Regions from separate parts of the Mus musculus genome. Here all the other regions are linked to region 4. Evidence: chromatin contacts called from public HiChIP or PLAC-seq and promoter capture Hi-C data. All regions are on one chromosome and are shown on one strand. Each heading gives the region's core, a stretch centred on a gene start, on an enhancer-like site or on the middle of the called end of the contact. The rest is flanking DNA. Distances are from core to core; before and after follow the strand shown. Region 1 holds the start of Cdkn2aip (CDKN2A interacting protein). Region 2 holds the start of Ing2 (inhibitor of growth family, member 2). Region 3 holds the start of Wwc2 (WW, C2 and coiled-coil domain containing 2). Region 4 holds the start of Cyp4v3 (cytochrome P450, family 4, subfamily v, polypeptide 3).

Region 1 (2,700 bases), core at 26-2,525, 2.4 Mb after region 4:
CATCAGACATTGGACTTGAAAATCTAAAAGTTAATCAAATTCAGCACCAAAACAGACAGACAGACTCAGACAGACACACATACACACACAGTGTAGCTTTAACATTTTAACTAGATTAATACAGCATACACATTCTGGATTGTTAAAAAAAATTAGTAATGACAGCGATTCCTAATTTTATAAAGCATATTTTCTAAACTCCTATGTATGTTCACATCTATGATCTGCTAACCATTGCTACTTGATATCCCTCTTTTCTTCACCTTGGCAACCAGTTCGTCTCGTGTGGTATGGATTGGAGCATCTGTCACTTTGATGCCTTCAGCCATACTAAGAATTTTATCCATAACTTTTTGAGGGTACCTGAAAAAGAAGCAAAAGTCGCTCTCAAGAAGTGGTTTGTTTTTGTTGTTGTTATGCTTTATTTTTTTTTTTCCGAAAGTACTGGCAGCGTGAGGAATGCAGGAGTGCGCAGACTGCATTTCCTGGTCGTGATCAAAGTGTACGAACCGCGCGACAATCGAAGATGGCCCAGACGAATGCCCTAAGGGCTCGGGAGGCGGGTCTGTGCCAGGGAACCTTTAAACTCGGGGTCTCCCGGGCAGATACTGTCAGCTAAGCACCAACAACTCCATCTGCCGGGCGCATACCACCCGGACGCCCGGCAACTGTGAGGTCGGGGACAGCCCCGGACGCCCTTCCTGCTCTCCCTCCGAGGACCCACAGTGTCACACCGATTCCCGCGCTTCCCAAGCGGCCCTCCCCAGCGTCGCCGGTCCCCGCGAAAGCGCTCCCCGGCCAGCGGCAGGGGGCGTGGAGCAAAGCCCGGAAGGCTGGCTGGAGAGCGACGCTCCCTCCACTCACCGGCACCCTAGGAAGACATGGTTCGCCCAGGCCATGGAGAAGGAGACCAGCTGCTGGAGCTGCCGAGTGCGGGCTCCGCTCTCCGCGTCCGCAGTCTCGTCGGTGGCGGGGACCAGGTCCCCGGCATTGCGAAGCAGAAACTCCCGGCGGTGGCGCCAGTGTTTGTCCGTCTCGCCCTCGCAGCGCAGCGTCTCCACCCAGGCGGCTACCCGCGGGTTTTGGCTCAGGTACTCGGACACCTCCTGCGCCATGTTGGGGACCCTGCGGGACGGGGAGAGCGCAAGCGCACGGAGCCCCGGGGGCGAAGCGGCCCTGTGTCAGCGCGGCCTGCACCGGCGGCCCTCCCGAGAACGCCCCTCCAGGAGCCCAAACCCCAAACAACAGAACAAGGCGCCGACGAACCGCCCACTTCCGCCGGCCACCGCCTCGCTCCCTTTTATAACCTCGCCGCCGCCGCTGCCGCCGCGCGCACACGCGACCTTCCGGCGCGAGCGCGTCCTCCCAGGATGCTTTGCAGCGCCCAGTCGCCAGCGACTCGCTCGGCGGTCGCGCCGGCGGAGGCGGGGCCGAGGCGACTTCAGCGGCCAGCGGCCCTCCCCGCCCTCGGCGCCTAGGGGCGGCCGCTGGGGCGTTCCGCCGGCGCTTTGTGACGCCGCGCTCCGGGGGGCCGGGAGAGGGGGGCGGTGGGACAAAGCGGGCGGAGCGCGGAGACCTGGAGGCGTCCGAGTTGCCGCCCCGCCCCTCCTGCGCGTTCCGCCCTCGGACGCTCGCGGTCGCACGCGGCCAAAATAAACAAAAGCTGGCTTCCGCGCCTGCGCCCTGCCGCGAAAGCCGCTGAACCCTTGGGCCCGAGGCTCGGAAGGTCTCCGGGCGTTTGGGGACCTGCGGATGCCTTGTGGGATGGGGACAATAAAAGTACCGAGCACGGTTGTAACTTAACGACGAGCACAAGCGGCTCCTCCAGTTGGATCTAACCGGCTCTTTGAAACCAGGCCTTTGCGCTTGCGCCCCACGATCTGGCTGGGTTTCCGCGGTTTCTTAAGTTCCTGGTTCAACCCGCTTCCTCTCCCTTAACGCTTTTGGTCCCCGAACTATAAATGACCCCGTGCCAACTGGTTTTAACTGTTAATCCCGGTTGGACCAAAATGGAAATGTATCTGCTTATCTCGTCCTGGCCTCAGTCCTCAAGAGCAACTGCTTCTGCATTTGTTTTGTTTTGTTTTATGAGTTCGATTTTTTGCTTGCATGTGTGTCTGTGCTACATGTGTGGGCCTGGTGCCCTTGGAGGCAAGAGAGCAATGGCTCTCCTGGAGTTGAGTTGACCCAGGATTTTGAGCGCCCTGTGGGTGCTGGGAATTGAACCCAGCGCCCTGTGGGTGCTGGAGGTCTTCTCTAAGATCTCGTACTACTGAGCCATCTCTCCAACCCATGGATTTTTTTTTCTGGCGTGTTTATTAACATTTCCAAGTCTAGGTATGTGTCAATAAATCAAAGGATCAATGTAATAATATGAGATAGTGATAAATTATGTAATTGAATTTTCCCTCAATAGATTTTTGCGTTTTGTTGTGAAAATGCTTAAATCAGAATAATCACGCAAAAATTCAGTCATTTGGTTACTAAACTTGATAGCCATGGGCCTGTGCCCCAACACTGTTCAGCTCCAATAAGGCAATTAGAAGGGACACGTTAGTAGTGGAAAGCAGGAAAAGGCTTTCAAAGAGGCCACACTGGCAAGGAGAGACAAAGCACCCCTTTAATTCCAGCACTCTGGAGCAGAGGCAGGGGGATCTCTGTGAGTTGAGGCCAGTCTGGTCTACAGAGCTAGTTTCAGGA
Region 2 (2,700 bases), core at 20-2,519, 2.3 Mb after region 4:
GGGAACCCCTCCCCCTTTAACCATTTGGCAGTAGCCGAAGAAGGGCTGAGTGAGACACCGGGCGGCCCGGAACTTTCCCCGGGGCGAGAGGGAAGCACAGACCGTCCCAGTCCCGCGCCACGCCGGGAGCTGGAGGGGGGTGGGGGTGGGGGGAGAGGCATCTCCCGAGTCCACCTCCGCCGTCCTCTCGCCCCCTCCCCCCCATACGTTCCAATGCATCTGCTCGCAGACGGAGGGAGCCCCAGCAGGCAAGGGGCTAAGCAGGCCCAGCACCCCGGTCCAGCCCCGCAACCCTGCTCGTTGCACACTCTCCAGCCCCGGGCAGGACAGTGTGCGGCACCCAACCGGCAGGCACCGGAACAAATGCTCGCTTAAAAATGGCTGATTCCCGTCCGCGGCAGCTGCAGCCAGCCGCCGGAGCTGCAACGGGGGCTGACGGACGGGCGGTCCTCGGAAGTCCTCGTCAGCCGCAGCCGGGACAGGGAGGGCCGCGAGTGTGCTGTGCCGTCCCCCCACCCAGACACACACACACACACACACAACCGCTTCCCGGCCCCACACACCAGATCGCTCGGTGCACTCGGCGCACACTGTCACCCGAAAGAAGGGAAAGTACCTTGGTATTTGTTGTCCAGCTCCCGCAGCACCGACACGTTCCTCTGCATGTCGTGGGGCAGCGACTCCACACACTCCAGGTAGTCCTGCACGTAGCAGGAGAGCAGCCGGCTCCGCTCTCCGGTCAGGAGCGCGGCCGACGAGTACAGCTGCTGCTGCTGCTGCTGCCCTAACATCCTGCCGCCGCCACCACCACCACCGCCGCCGCCGCCGCTGCTGCTGCTCCTCGCCGCCGCCGCCGCCGCCGCCTCCGCATCCAGCAGCCACACATGCAACAGCCACGACCGCCGCTCCTCCGCTCGGCAGCCCGGCGCCGCGGGGACACGGCCGCCGCTCGAGAGGGCACCGCCGAGTCCCCCGATCTCCACTCCCCCAAGAAGAAGCCCTTACTCCCCGCCCCCGCGGTAACAAGCCCAGGGGCGGGGCGAGACCGGGGCTCCCTCCGGCCCCCTCCCTCTCTAGGAGAGCGAGCAGCGGGGTTCCCCGCGGCCGATGGCGCCGGGGCTCCCAGGCAGCGACGCTGGCTGTCCCCCCCGGGGACTCCCCAGACACTACCGGGGCTGCCCGGTCGCCCGGATCCCCGTGACAAGCCCCTCGCTACCCTCTCGCCTCTCTATCAGCCTCCGTGCCTGTCGGAGTCTCACAGGACTAGTCCCCGCCCCTTGGCCAGCGACCGCATCTGCGCCTGCGCAGCACTCACTCCTAATAAGGCTGGGGCCCCGCCCCTATCGTCCTACCGAAGAGTTCGCATTCTCCCGCCTTCCCTGCGCCACCCGGGCGATTGGTCTGTCAGCTCTCGCCTGGGGGCGGGGGGAGGGTGCGGAGGCCGGCCAAACGGCAGGCCGCGCCCCGCCCCCTCTTAAAGGGACCGCATGGCTGAGCCTGCCCCCTTCGACCGAAGTCCTGACGGTTGCCCCCGAGAGGCCGGGCGACCGCTCTCTTCGTTTCTGTTCCCCTACAGGGATAGGAAGCGCCGGCTCGGCTCGCTCGGCCCCGAGTTACCGACCTTGCCTCCATCTGGCGGATCCAGCGCCTCCCTCGCGAGCCTCCAAGACAGCAGCGAGCGGCCCCTGGGCGCCGCTGGCCGAGTGAGGCCTGAGGGGGAACTAAGGCGACCCAGGGTGCAGCGGGCGCGGCTCCGGGCATGCGCGGCGACTTCCCGCCGAGCGCCCCGCGGCCACGGTCCCGGAGCACCGGGGCGGACCGCGGAGGTAGGCGGTGCGCCCTCTGCCCTTTTAAATGCGGACTCCCCGCCTTGCGTGCGGCCCCTCCACCCCCCAGCGCCGGGGTGGCTCTCAGGGTCTGCTCCCCCTCCTCGCGCTTAAGAGTTTGGTTTAGGGAGGTGGCAAGGCTGCACGCCGCCCCGGTCCCCAGTCCCAAACCATCTTAAGGAAACTGTTGTCAGATGTCGAATCGCCTAGGCATCACCCGCCAGCGAGGACACACAGTCCTCACTGTCTTTTCACTCGGCTTCACCACTAGCCAGCAGGGGATCAGTGCAGATGGGATTAGAAATCGGATCAACCACCGAGTGCGGTGCTTTCCGTGTGAGGGATTATCCGCCTTACTCCCCCAGTACCATCAGTGAAATGCCGGTAGGAGGAGCTCACTGTAATTACGGATAGACTTCCGGAATGTATATAAATATGTGAGCTGTTTTGGTTTTGGTTCTCCCCCCCCCCCCCAACCGAAATAGGTATAAGAAAGAGTAGTCGCTTAATTCAGATGAGATGCCCAATGGGAGCGGCGTCTTTGAATGAGAAGAGAGAAAACGCCAGAGTGCTAAGTTTGGGTGCTCTTGCCCGGTTTGCAGCGCTATACCTGTTGCCCGGCCTGTTCAGCACACTTTCATACAGTGGGGTATATTAAGCAGCTGTTGGGATGCCAAGGGAAACCTAGGTCCTGGTCTAGATGAAAATTTGGATTTCGACAAAACACAACGCGGAATTCGGCGTCCTGAGGACAAGGGCTATATTGGAAGGCCTGGGAACTAATGTGTTAATGTACTTTAACGCTGAGATTTTGATCAGTGGAGTATTAAGCCAACCGAGGCAAGCACAGTATTTATTGAATTTCTGAGAACGT
Region 3 (2,700 bases), core at 143-2,642, 2.7 Mb after region 4:
AAAAGCAAAGAGAGAGTTGAGTGAGAAACAGAAAGAACATTGGTGAGCAGTCCACCAATGTTCAGCTCCTGAACTTCTTAGATCTCTTGTTTGCTTCATTCAGCTCTCCAGGTAAGAACAAAATGCTTATATCGCTGTGCAAAAACTAGGCTAAGCTTCAAGTCTGGGCTACCCACAGCTGTGGTCAAGGTTCCCTTCCAGTCTCCGTGCCACTTCACAAGGAAAATCTGACCAGGTTTCCAGGTGAGGAACCACGGTTAGAAGCAAAACTCCAAAACAGTGGTTTGTTTTTTTAATCTTAGGGGCAAAGCTACGAAGGTCGAGCCAGGAGTGGGACCCTCTCTCCACGTTCAGACCCTAGGACATGGTTCGGGGTGCGCCCTAGGAAAAGCTTGCAGTCAGTGCCCAGGAGCTAGGTATGTAAGGCAGGAGAGATGCCACAGGTGGCCCAGATGACTAGTAATTCACCATCACTTAGGCCTCCGGGAGGCCCCGAGCTCAGCGTGCCTCAGAGGTCGAAAGGTGCCCTCTCCCTCCATCTGACCAACTTTAAACAGCACACAGGAGGTCTAGAGAGGGGTCAAGTACCCACACACACACACCCTGAGCCGGCTAACTGGACTCAGGGTGCCAACCCAGGGCACCAATCCGGCCCTTCCCTTGGGACAGGGAGTGTCTACAAGTCCCCGAGGGGTGTGGGGAAGGCAGTGGGCAATGGGGCCCAAGAAGGGGCGCCTGGCGGGCAGATACAGCCGCGCCTAGGCCGACCGTCCCGCGCCTACCCCGGAGCCCCTCGGGGGGTGCAGGGCCGGCGACGCCCCACGCCCCCGGCGCCCTCCAGGTCTCCCAGACAACAGCCACCGCAGCACTTCCCGAGGCGGGTCCCCGCACCCGGCCGGGGCCCGGCCACCCACCTGTCCCGGGGGTCGATCCAGCTGGTCCTCCTGGTGTTGTGGTCGATGTAGAAAACCTTGCCGTCGTAGTCCCTGGCCTCCTCCCAGCCCCGGGGTAGCGGCAGCTGCCCGCTCCCGGCCCTCCTAGGCATGGTCGGCGGCCTCGCCGGCGAGCGGCGCCTCCATAGGGACCGGGCGCGGGGCGCGGCGGGAACGCGGGTGCCGGCGAGGGGCGTGCGGGGCGAGGGGCACGGCGAGCTACGCGCGGGGAAGCCTCGGGGATCCCTGCTCTCAGCCCTGCCGGAGATCAGTCCACCATGTCTGCGTCGGAACAGACGAGCGAGCCCTCCTCCTCCTCCTTGCCGCCGCTGCCTCCGCCTCTTCCTCCTCCTCCCCGTCCCCCTGTGGCCGCCGAGGGTCGCGGCGCCCAGGCTGCCCCGGCCGACGCCGTCTGGGCTCGGATCCGGGAAGCTCCGCGGAGCAACGGCCCGGCGGCGACTGGCCTGCTCATTTGCATGCGATTAGCATGCGCTCCGCCCCCGGCCCGCCCCGCGCCCGCCTCATCTGCATGCACATTCCTCGCCGCCACATTCCTGAGCTTAACCCTGCAGCTGCCGGGGCGGCCGCGGCGGGACGCGGGGCTGAGCCCGGGCGGGGGAGGGGAGCGACGAGGCCAGGTGGGAGGCGGTAGGGCGGAGGAATGCACAGCTCGCTCCCTCCTCTGCAGCCCGAGATGTCCCCTCTCCGCCAGACCCTTTGGGGATTTAGAGGGCTTTCTGGATGGAAAAAGAAGCCAAAGAAAAAAAAGTCTGCAACCTTCTCAACCTCTTTCCGTCTTCTAGGGAAACCACAAGACTTTCGAGAGGAAAGGGTGGGGAATGCTGTCCTGGGAAGAAGTCCCAACAAACAGTAAGGGCACAGAACGCCCCCACCCCCCCCACCCCCCCCCCCCCACGCCGCGCCCCGTGCCTTGGCTGTTCCCGGCGGTGGGGAAGTGTGCAAAAAGCGCTGGGAGTGTGTCCGGGGCGTGTCCGGGGCCGCGGCGCCCCCGAGCCTTCTGCTCAGTCTGGCCCTCGGTGACCTCACCAGGGCCTCGCGGGCCTAAGGGAGCAAAGTAAAGGCGGGTCCCTATCCATGAGAGCTGCGACATGTCCGCCCCAGTGGCCCACGGGGCAACTCCGGCCTGATCCTTAGAAGCGACAGGGCCACCCCGCCACTGTCGCCGCCAGTCAGCCCCGCGCGGGCCCTAGGGGTCCGAATCACCGGTGCTGCCCCGCCGGGTCAGGGGGCTGCACTGGCGGGGTCAGGGCCCTGTGCATCTGGCGTCCCCTTCTGGGTTTAAATCCAAGGGACATGGCTGCGTCCACTATCCAGTCCCTTCCTTCCAACTCTCTGTCCCGGGAAGTTCTCCACCCCAGTCCCGGACCGGGGGTGGGGGGTGGGGTGGCAGAAGGGGTTAATAATCACTCGGAAGGGGGCCAAGGCGGGAGTCAGTGGCCACACTTTGCTTGATCAAGGGTCCATCTGGTATGAGGTGTAGATCTCTCACAAACATTTATTTATTTAGCTATTAAGTGCTGATCGGCCCTGGGTAGGAGCCGGATGTCAGACTCCTAAGACGACAAAGCCTTGGCAGAGTCAAGACACTAAGCTTGCAGTGTCCCTTGTCCTCAGTCTGAGAAATAGCCTTTCGTCCTCAACCTTTACAGCCTGCTGTGCATTGCCAACCTTGTCAATATTCTCCCAGGCCTCTAAGCAGATGCTTTTGAAATGGCAGATTTTAGGAAGAAAGGCCCCAGAGCTCAAT
Region 4 (2,700 bases), core at 33-2,532:
AATGAGATGCAACTATATTAAAACCTATATTAAAGAAGATTTAAAATTGATGGTCAGCCCGTAAAACAACTATTAATAGTTAATCTGAAGAAAAGGTAGGATCTGGTGTAGGTTCTTTTAAAATGTGCCATCTGGAAGTCTCTTCTCAGTTCTGGATGTCCAGGCTTACACAGCCATGAAGATTAAGTGTTAAGACTGAATACACTATCTCTAACAGGGAACCACAGATACCACTATTTTTAAGAACTTTCTGACTTTAGGTATTTTTCTAAAGCAAAAGAACAAAATTTTTTTGCATAAAACATTTCTTTAAAATTATTTCAGGTTTAAAAAACACCACCAACAACAATAACGACAAAAACCTCTCCAATAAGTAAGATTTTTGAACCTAGCCATATAAATTTACTTCAAGGCCCTTGGCAGTAGAGTCTGCTGAAGTGGCCTTGAAAGACTTCCTCAGAAGGATTGATCTACAAAGGCCAAGAGGATTTTAACTGCATATCAATCAATTAATTTTACTTGGAAAGACTGTAACCTGTTCTATACACACATGCTATATACACATATGTATGTTTGCTATGCTCGTTATAGGATGGGAGGCACAAAGCAATTTGGCAGGCACTAGAGTGGAAATGGGTATGGGGAGAATTAGGAACTTACTCCCTGGAGGGTAAGGGTGAGTTGGAGGGGTGGGGGTGTGGAGGTTGGAAGATTTCTTCTTTCTCCTAGCAGGTCTGAGGGATGTGAAGACCTCAATTGTGGCAAGAAAAAGTTGGGAGGGAGTGGGAGCAGTCCATTAAATAGGTGTCTCTGACTGACGAGGCGCCTAACAGCCTTAGTTAGAGTAGTAGACGGAGTAGACACTTCCTTGTACATACACATACCTGCGTTGTTGGGCTTCATATAAAGCGCGTGTCCCACCAAGGGGTAGGCGCGGGCCACCGACGGGATTGACCGCATCTGCTGCCATTTCCGCGCGTAGCTTACCAGCATCGGAAAGATGCTGATCAGGATAGTGGCGCCGGCCAGGGAGACCGCGCTCGCTGCGCCCCAAAGCAATAGTTTCTGCCCACTGAGCCCTAACCACAGCCACAACATCTCTCTGATTCCCCTCTTCCCTCTGGATTGCCAGTGAGAAGGTGGCGACCAGTCGCTGCCGGGTGCAGAGGAGGGAGGGACAAATTCGGGAACTCCAAGCTCCCGGCTCAGGGCTCAGGAAAAAGAACCCCCGGGGCACACCAGGTCCTCTCAGATCTTCCAGCTCTGGAGCTGGGAAAATCTGTAGCGTCTGCACCACGCCCTGGGGACAAACTTTCCGAGGGGGCGGGGAAAGCTCCCGCAGGTTTGTTGTGATGCCCTGCACGAGTCTGCGTACTACGCGCCAGCCACTGGGGTTCAAGGCGAAAGCGAAAGACCGGAACAACTTCTGAGCTCTGAAGTTCAGAATGCACGTGAAAGCTCACGGTGTGGAAAGATGAGGATGGCGGAGGAAGTCGAATTTAGGGTAGCTTCGGGATGGAGAAGAAACTAGAAATTCGCATCGCCAGTTCCGGACACCCTAGGGCCGGCTAATGTGGGCTGTTAAGAATTTTGCAACTCCCTTGCTTTGTGGAAGGATTACAGATCTCATAAGCAGTCTGTTTTAAAAAATTCAAATGAAGAGTCCTCGGTGTCGAAAGGCAGTTTTTGGAATTCTAAATTCAACTAGCCCTTGCGCAAACCTGCATCAGTTGCTGCCCTAGGGCAGGGCCGGTTGCCCAGGGGCACCGGACACACTCTGGCCCCTGCTTCAGGGTCCGGCACAGCAACCGCCTTCCCATGACCTAGAAGTTTAGGGAAGCCACGTATCCAGTGAGTGTCAGCTGACAGACTGAATCACCAGAACTAAAGGAGAACACAGTCTAGCACTTCCCTAAACATTCTCTGATCAAGGAAAGCCAGAACTAGAGAGAACAAGGGTGGGGATGGAGGGGCTCAGAAGTGGGTGGAAGAAGGCATGCTATGAGGAGGGTTGGCAACAGTAATGGGGCACAGTCAAAGTGAAGCTAAAATGCCAAGCCTGCAGAAAGGGAAAGGCCAGAAAGAAGAAGCTAGCAAAGTTATTTACTAGCTACCCATGGAGGTCTCCAGCCTGAACAGGAGTCCCTGTTCTACACCCCATTGTCCTTACCAAAGGGCAGGATGAGAAGTGCCCTTGCCTACTGCACACTGGGGAGAGTGCCAAGAAAGTTGAAATCCACAGATGCCCTGGATTCTCATTTTCTTGAGAATGTTATTTTCATACAGAGACTGCATGGTGTGCCCACAAACACCCGTGTGGCCTCTGGGACCTGAAGAAAGCACATCTAGGGCTTTCCTCAGTTGAATTTTTAAAAACGTATTACATTCTTTTTAAACTGTATGCAAGCATGGAGATCAGAGGACAACAACCCACCATGTGGTTTTGGAGGCTCAAACGCAAGTGGTCAAGTTTGGTGTCAAGCTCTTTGGCCAGCTGAGCCATGTTGCCCACCCCTGCAGTTACTTTTTACAAAAGAGCCATCTGGTGTGTACTGTCAGGAAAAGAAGTTCATAAAACATTAAGTGAAAGAGCAAAAGAAAACAAATGACGAAGCAAAATATACATTGTTACATTATCGTAAGTATTCAAAGTAGCATGTTATATAGTGTATGTATCCACACTAGTGTAGAACATTAATA

The links. HiChIP or PLAC-seq counts read pairs in DNA pulled down with a chosen protein or histone mark. Capture Hi-C pulls out chosen DNA fragments and counts their contacts.
Region 1: an H3K27ac HiChIP or PLAC-seq map of bone marrow-derived dendritic cells shows a contact between it and region 4, with 21 times the contacts expected there. The contact joins the promoter of Cdkn2aip here to the promoter of Cyp4v3 in region 4. A contact is called at or near these places in 1 of 484 Hi-C or Micro-C datasets (LSK cells), 1 of 115 datasets of contacts at active chromatin or transcription factors (bone marrow-derived dendritic cells) and 1 of 9 other capture datasets (liver).
Region 2: a promoter capture Hi-C map of liver shows a contact between it and region 4, with 4 times the contacts expected there. The contact joins the promoter of Ing2 here to the promoter of Cyp4v3 in region 4. A contact is called at or near these places in 2 of 39 promoter capture datasets (the 3T3-L1 cell line and liver), 1 of 115 datasets of contacts at active chromatin or transcription factors (bone marrow-derived dendritic cells) and 2 of 9 other capture datasets (adipose tissue and liver).
Region 3: a promoter capture Hi-C map of adipose tissue shows a contact between it and region 4, with 7 times the contacts expected there. The contact joins the promoter of Wwc2 here to the promoter of Cyp4v3 in region 4. A contact is called at or near these places in 1 of 39 promoter capture datasets (liver), 1 of 115 datasets of contacts at active chromatin or transcription factors (bone marrow-derived dendritic cells) and 1 of 9 other capture datasets (adipose tissue).

The regions. Positions count from the first base shown.
Region 1 is chr8:47,712,656-47,715,355 of GRCm38.p6, forward strand. It overlaps Cdkn2aip (CDKN2A interacting protein), which reads right to left and starts at 1,276. Exons shown (of 3, transcript NM_172407.3): 1 at 865-1,276; 2 at 233-363. The coding sequence starts at 1,115.
Region 2 is chr8:47,673,890-47,676,589 of GRCm38.p6, forward strand. Ing2 (inhibitor of growth family, member 2) reads right to left here and starts at 1,270. Exons shown (of 2, transcript NM_023503.3): 1 at 617-1,270. The coding sequence starts at 791. It overlaps AA386476 (expressed sequence AA386476), which reads left to right and starts at 1,502. Exons shown (of 1, transcript NR_166692.1): 1 at 1,502-2,700.
Region 3 is chr8:47,989,152-47,991,851 of GRCm38.p6, forward strand. It overlaps Wwc2 (WW, C2 and coiled-coil domain containing 2), which reads right to left and starts at 1,393. Exons shown (of 23, transcript NM_133791.5): 1 at 915-1,393. The coding sequence starts at 1,045.
Region 4 is chr8:45,331,881-45,334,580 of GRCm38.p6, forward strand. Cyp4v3 (cytochrome P450, family 4, subfamily v, polypeptide 3) reads right to left here and starts at 1,283. Exons shown (of 11, transcript NM_133969.3): 1 at 885-1,283. The coding sequence starts at 1,098. The region is part of intron 3 of Gm30504 (a long non-coding RNA gene); the gene reads left to right.